2 separate regions of the Mus musculus genome follow, and region 1 is linked to region 2. A link is a contact called in public HiChIP or PLAC-seq data. All regions are on one chromosome and are shown on one strand. Each heading gives the region's core, a stretch centred on a gene start, on an enhancer-like site or on the middle of the called end of the contact. The rest is flanking DNA. Distances are from core to core; before and after follow the strand shown.

Region 1 (2,700 bases), core at 132-2,631, 93 kb before region 2:
TGTTTAGGCTTTACAGTCCTGTCAATACAGAGTTGGAGACCGGGGGCAAGATATAGAAGCTCAAGGGACTGACCACCTGTTTGCATCTACTGTTCAGCTCGAGCTTGACAGGAGCTCTGTGAACATAGAAAACTCAACAAATTGACTTTCAATTTCAATTTATGTTTCCACTCCAGTGTCTATAATTGTCACTACTACTCTCAGAAAAATGTCACTCCTAGAAGTGATCTGTTAGGTAAGAGAGGGAGGAAACGTAGAAGGAGGTAGGGGTGGAAACTCACTGCCAGGTTCTATCTGTTTAAATAACTGTCCTGGGAACTAAAAGGCAAGAGAGTCCACTGAGGCCCAAGGGGCACCTGGTGTTAATTCTTGGTTTGTTTCTATTCCTAACCACTTACAGCCCCTAGCCACTTACAACCCCTACCATCTATATAGCCCCTTACTACCTATATAGCCCCTAACTACCTATAGCCTTTTTACTTTCTTTTAATCTTCTCCTCCAAGCAAACTAAATGGCTCCCTAAAGCTTCTGGACTATTAAAGGCTGAATTTAAGAGATTCTCATAAATAATCAATTTCTCAGTCTCCTGGGATCTAAATGCCAATGAATGGAAATAGTATTTTATCAGTGTTGTAGGGAAATGACACTGAAAGAGTTGGTCACTCAGCAGCTCCTTCCATGGCTGGAAGGTTAGTTGTTATTGTTGTTGTTGTTGTAATATCGAAGCTTTAGTAAAACCAAAAATAATACTTGAATTCAGTTTGGGAATAATCTTTAAAGATATACCATGGTGGTCTCAAATAGTTTATAAAATTTCCAACTCAAAATTCACTTTCTATTCCCTCTGATAAGATCATTACTGAAAATATATTCATAACACCCAGGAATGAGATCGGGTGAGAAAAAAACCAATCCTGTGTAAAGGTGTAACGCCCACACGGGAGCATTAATAGCTTTATTTTTTCTTTTTAATGGAGCAGAGAGCACCCATGTTCACGCTTTCGCTTTTCTACCTGCCTGCCAGGAAGCTTTCTTGCCAAAATTCCTAAGTTAATAAAAATGATAATCAGAGGAAAGTGTTAACATATTAGTCTACAAATTACTTTTCTTTAAGTTTGGAAGCATTTCTTGAGACTTGTCAAAGGTAACATCGTTTTTTCTTTCTCTCCCTTTAAAGCACAAAGCAAAATCCTTCTGTCTCCCCCACCTCTCCTTTTAAAAAAGTTGTAGAGTTTTGCCTTTCTGCTCACTGCACTCCTGGCCAAAGTAAGCCCTCTTTCTCAATGACGTCAAGATCTTTAGCAAGATTAGGCTTTCATTTCTCTATTGCAGCAATTAGCCAGGGAATGTATAAAAGGCTTCAGGGAGACTCACTAGCTGCAGAGAGAGGCACTCTGCAGCCAGCGGAGGCAGAAGATAGCAAAGAGGGAAACGCCAGAGGGAGGGGGCAGAGGACAGCCGCTCCTGGAGAACCTGGAGAAAGGACAGGCAGAGGGAGACAGGCTGGGAGGAGGAGAACAGAAAGTATGTTTACAACGGAGTAAAGACAGAGCGAAAGAAAGAAAGAAAAAAAGAAAGAAAGAAAGAAAAAAACCCCAAACAAACCAAACAACCCCTACCCTTACAGCACAGTTAAGAAATTGGCAGTGCAAGAAGCCAGACAGCGTTTAAAGGAACATGAAAAGCTAAAAGAAAATTTTTACCATCTCTGCAGTCTCATAGGTGCCTGGAAATGAAAGTAGAACTTCCTGTCTTTAACGGACTCTGACAGGGGTAAACTGGATTAGGGACTGGCACGCCAGGGTTTTTGTTGTTGTTGTTGCTGGTGGTGGTGCCTTTTTTTTTTTTTTAAACCATCTTAAATCCTGGAAAAAAATGCATCTCGGAATTGAATGAATTGATGGGTACACTCCAACTGCTGGGCTGCAGAGCCTGAACCTGGTCTTTCCATTTCTGCTTCTTTCAAAGAAGAGACAAGTTGGGATTTCTTCTAATTTAGCTTTTCTCCCTCTCCCTCACCCCCCTCCCAACCTTCCCCTTGGTCCCCCACTTCTCTACCACCACCTTCCTTTGCAAAAAGAAGGTGACTGGGGAAGCAGAGTGCCCAGGAGACTGACCGAGGAGGCAGAGAAGATGGGACTCCTCAGCGTAGACTTGCTGATCACCCTGCAGATCCTGCCAGTCTTTTTCTCCAACTGCCTCTTCCTGGCGCTCTATGACTCGGTCATTCTGCTCAAGCACGTGGCGTTGCTTCTGAGCCGCTCCAAGTCCACTCGCGGAGAGTGGAGGCGCATGCTGACCTCAGAAGGGCTGCGCTGTGTCTGGAACAGCTTCCTCCTAGATGCCTACAAACAGGTGAGCTGCAGCCACTGAGCTTCTCCTGGGTCGCAAGGGCTAGGGGTGTGGAAGGTGTGGGGCTGCTGGCTCTGGGGAGTCCTACTTGGGGTGTCCTCTCCAGTGACTATGTTCCACGGAGTCTCAGTGCCACTTGGGACACCTGTTGCACAGGTTAGATTTGGGAGTGACAGACACGGAGCCACGGGGACTCTTGGTGACTTCAGTAGGAGTCTTTAATGAGGGCTGCTGTTACTTTGCACTGAATTGGCAGTTGAAGGGGTTTGTGCTGGTATAAAATAACTGTAGGTAAAATCAGAGTTCTGGGAGGGGGGCTTGGAACTTGCTGTATTTGTTCTGCCCTT
Region 2 (2,700 bases), core at 51-2,550:
AGAGAGCTCTTTCTAAAGAACTGGCTTGTCTATGTCTGTTTGAGAGGCATGGCAGCACCTGCTGACAGAGCATCCTCTTCCTATGTGAGAAGTCTTGATTTTAACCTATGAGTCAAGAGGGGCCATGCTTTCTATTTTATGCTTGCCAAGTGAAGGTTTTTTTTGTTTGTTTTTTTTTTTAAGTATATGAGGATAAGTGAACAGATTGGGGAGACGGTACAGTTTGGTAAAGTGTTTGCCATACAATCATGAGGCCCTAAATTCAGATCCACAGCACCCTCATACAAAACAAAACAAAGAAACAAGCAAACAAACAAAAGCTGAGTACAGTCACACACTATTTTCTCAGAACATGTTCCAGGAGTTATTTGGGGAGAGCAGAATGCTACAGAGCATTTCTAGTGCCGTGACCATTTGGTGCAGTTTCTCATGTTGTGGTGAGCCCCTAGCCACAAAACTGTTTGCATCTCTACATCCTAACTGTAATTCTGCTACTGGTATGAATTGTCAATGTAAATATCTGATCTGCAGGATATCTGGTATAAAACCATTGTGAAATGGCCATTCAGTCCCCAAGGGTGTTGTGAGCCACACGTTGAGAACTGTTGATACGAACAATTGAAAACTTTGGCCTCTAAGCTCCAGTTTAAATTATTGTACACATCTGACATCTGACAAAGATAATGCCAAGGTTTGAGTAAGTGCCCAGGCACTTATTAATTAAAAATGTATCTGAATCTACTACATAGTTATGAAGAGGAAGAAATATCCATGTGGAATTAATTTTTTGAAGAAATGCTATGTTTGATATGATATGCTTGTTTTCTGTTAGGTAACAATGCAGCTGAGAAGTGGAATTTACTGAGGGGAGGTGGCCAACAGAGATGGCTCTCCTCTTTGTATTTCCTTTCCAGGCATTTACATTTTAGAGCCTTGTGATCAGAGGACAGGATGAGGTTTGTAAGCATCAATCCCTGTGTTCCCAGGGACTGATTTACCTTGAAAATTCTTCTGGGAAAGAAAGCTGGTTTTTCCCTCCCCAGGAGGAAGAAGCCTGTTTCAAAGAGTTCTAGAAAAGTGAAGTTTCAGGTGATTTTTTTAAAAATCACAAATGCATAGAATCAAATAAAACACTGATGTCCGTAACCCCGTTATCAAAAGTCCTCCCTGAAAGCCAAGCGAAACCTGACTTGATTTTAAAAGTTAAAATAAAAAAGTGGAGCATAAGTCCATTGTTGCAGCCACAGCTCGAAATAAGGTCTTGATAACAATGTTCACCAAGCTGTGACGTGGCAGAGCCCCAGGGGAATATGATTAGGACTTGTAGTTAAGAGACAGCTGCCCCGTGGGACCACATTCTGACCCATGTGCATACTGAGATGGTTGAAAACCTTTGTAATCTTGGTGAACTTAGCAACACAGCCATCCCTAGTGATTAAAAAAAAATAACCCCAAGGAGAGTACTAATTCCAAATTTAGCTCCAGCCTCCACCAACCTGGTCATAAGAGAATATTCCATTTATGTTTTGGATACAAATAGTTCCCAGTGTGCTTCTGTCTTGGGAAATTAAATGATGAGTGTGGAGGAAGTCTCATTATAACTTGCTTCTGAAATGGGTGTGATATTAATCTTTTATTCTGACCATACATTTCTCCCAGTCTAATTAAAAAGTATTAGCATACAAATATTAGCCATTACTGATTTTTTGAGAAATTTTAATTTTGTTACCCCTTCCCCAAACTAACCCAGCCTAGAACTCTCCTTTCTTCTTTCACATGATGAATATCCTTTTGTCCCCATTATCCCTTCTCAGCATCTCTTGTTATCCTCTCCTAGACTCCTGTCTAGTTACACAGCCTGGACTCACACTCTCTTAACATCTCATTTATATGCCTATAAGCATTAAGAAGTAAATCCATATATGAGAGAGAAAATGAATTTTTTTCTTTCTATTTGAATCGTCTCACTTAATATAATACTTCTCACATCAATGCATCTTCCTGAAAATTTCATCATTTCATTTTTCTTTATAGCTGAGTATTATTCCACTGCAAAAATTTGAATATTCCACTATTCTGTTGATGAATGTCTAGGCTGGTCACGTTCTCTTGCCTTTGTGAATGGAGCAGCAATAAACATAAGTGGGCATGTATCTCTGTGACAGGGTATAGAGTCCTTAGGTATAAACCAAGGAGTCATATGGCTGTACCGTCAAATATTCTAAGTCTTCCTAAGATGCTCTCGATTAGTTATCCAAACTGCTGGGGTGAGCAATGCTTAGATGCAATGCTAATCGACTATCAGGATTCAGTGAGAGTAATATTTTTCTGTTGTTTTGATTTTGTTTTTTGGTTGAACAGCATCCTGAAATGTCAACTTGACTTTCTGATTCTGTACTGAAAGCTACAAACTCTTCATGTAAACAGAGCCATAGCACACCTATCCATTTCTTAAATGGTAACACTAAAAGCCTGTAGTCTTTCTTCAACACTTGAAAGGAAAATTAGTCTTGCAATATGATTGTAATCTCTAATTGTAGGCATGAAGCTGGATGCCATGAACTCAGAGCCCTGTGGGGCAGATCATGCATTCTCTCAGTCTCTAAAGTCTCTTGCTTTGCACTGATTTCTGTGGCCCAGCTGGCATCTCTTTGGGAAGAAGTCAAGATGGGCAGTGAAGAGGAAGTGAAATGGTGGGGG

Evidence for each region. HiChIP or PLAC-seq counts read pairs in DNA pulled down with a chosen protein or histone mark.
Region 1: a RAD21 HiChIP or PLAC-seq map of pro-B cells shows a contact between it and region 2, with 5 times the contacts expected there. The contact joins the promoter of Dio2 here to the enhancer-like site in region 2. A contact is called at or near these places in 1 of 39 promoter capture datasets (pre-B cells), 1 of 15 datasets of contacts at CTCF or cohesin (pro-B cells), 1 of 484 Hi-C or Micro-C datasets (nephron progenitors), 1 of 115 datasets of contacts at active chromatin or transcription factors (embryonic stem cells) and 2 of 9 other capture datasets (adipose tissue and liver).

What each region holds. Positions count from the first base shown.
Region 1 is chr12:90,737,719-90,740,418 of GRCm38.p6, reverse strand. It overlaps Dio2 (deiodinase, iodothyronine, type II), which reads left to right and starts at 1,381. Exons shown (of 2, transcript NM_010050.4): 1 at 1,381-2,356. The coding sequence starts at 2,135. Gm26512 (a long non-coding RNA gene) reads right to left here and starts at 2,212. Exons shown (of 5, transcript XR_872906.2): 1 at 2,119-2,212.
Region 2 is chr12:90,644,296-90,646,995 of GRCm38.p6, reverse strand. No RefSeq gene overlaps it. Among named protein-coding and RNA genes, the nearest start is that of Gm26512, 93 kb to the left of the region's middle. Within about 2 kb of position 1,300, at least 23 of the 459 cell types and tissues checked have an H3K27ac peak or open chromatin away from gene starts, as enhancers often do. A contact at or near this core is called in pro-B cells, where this site is marked.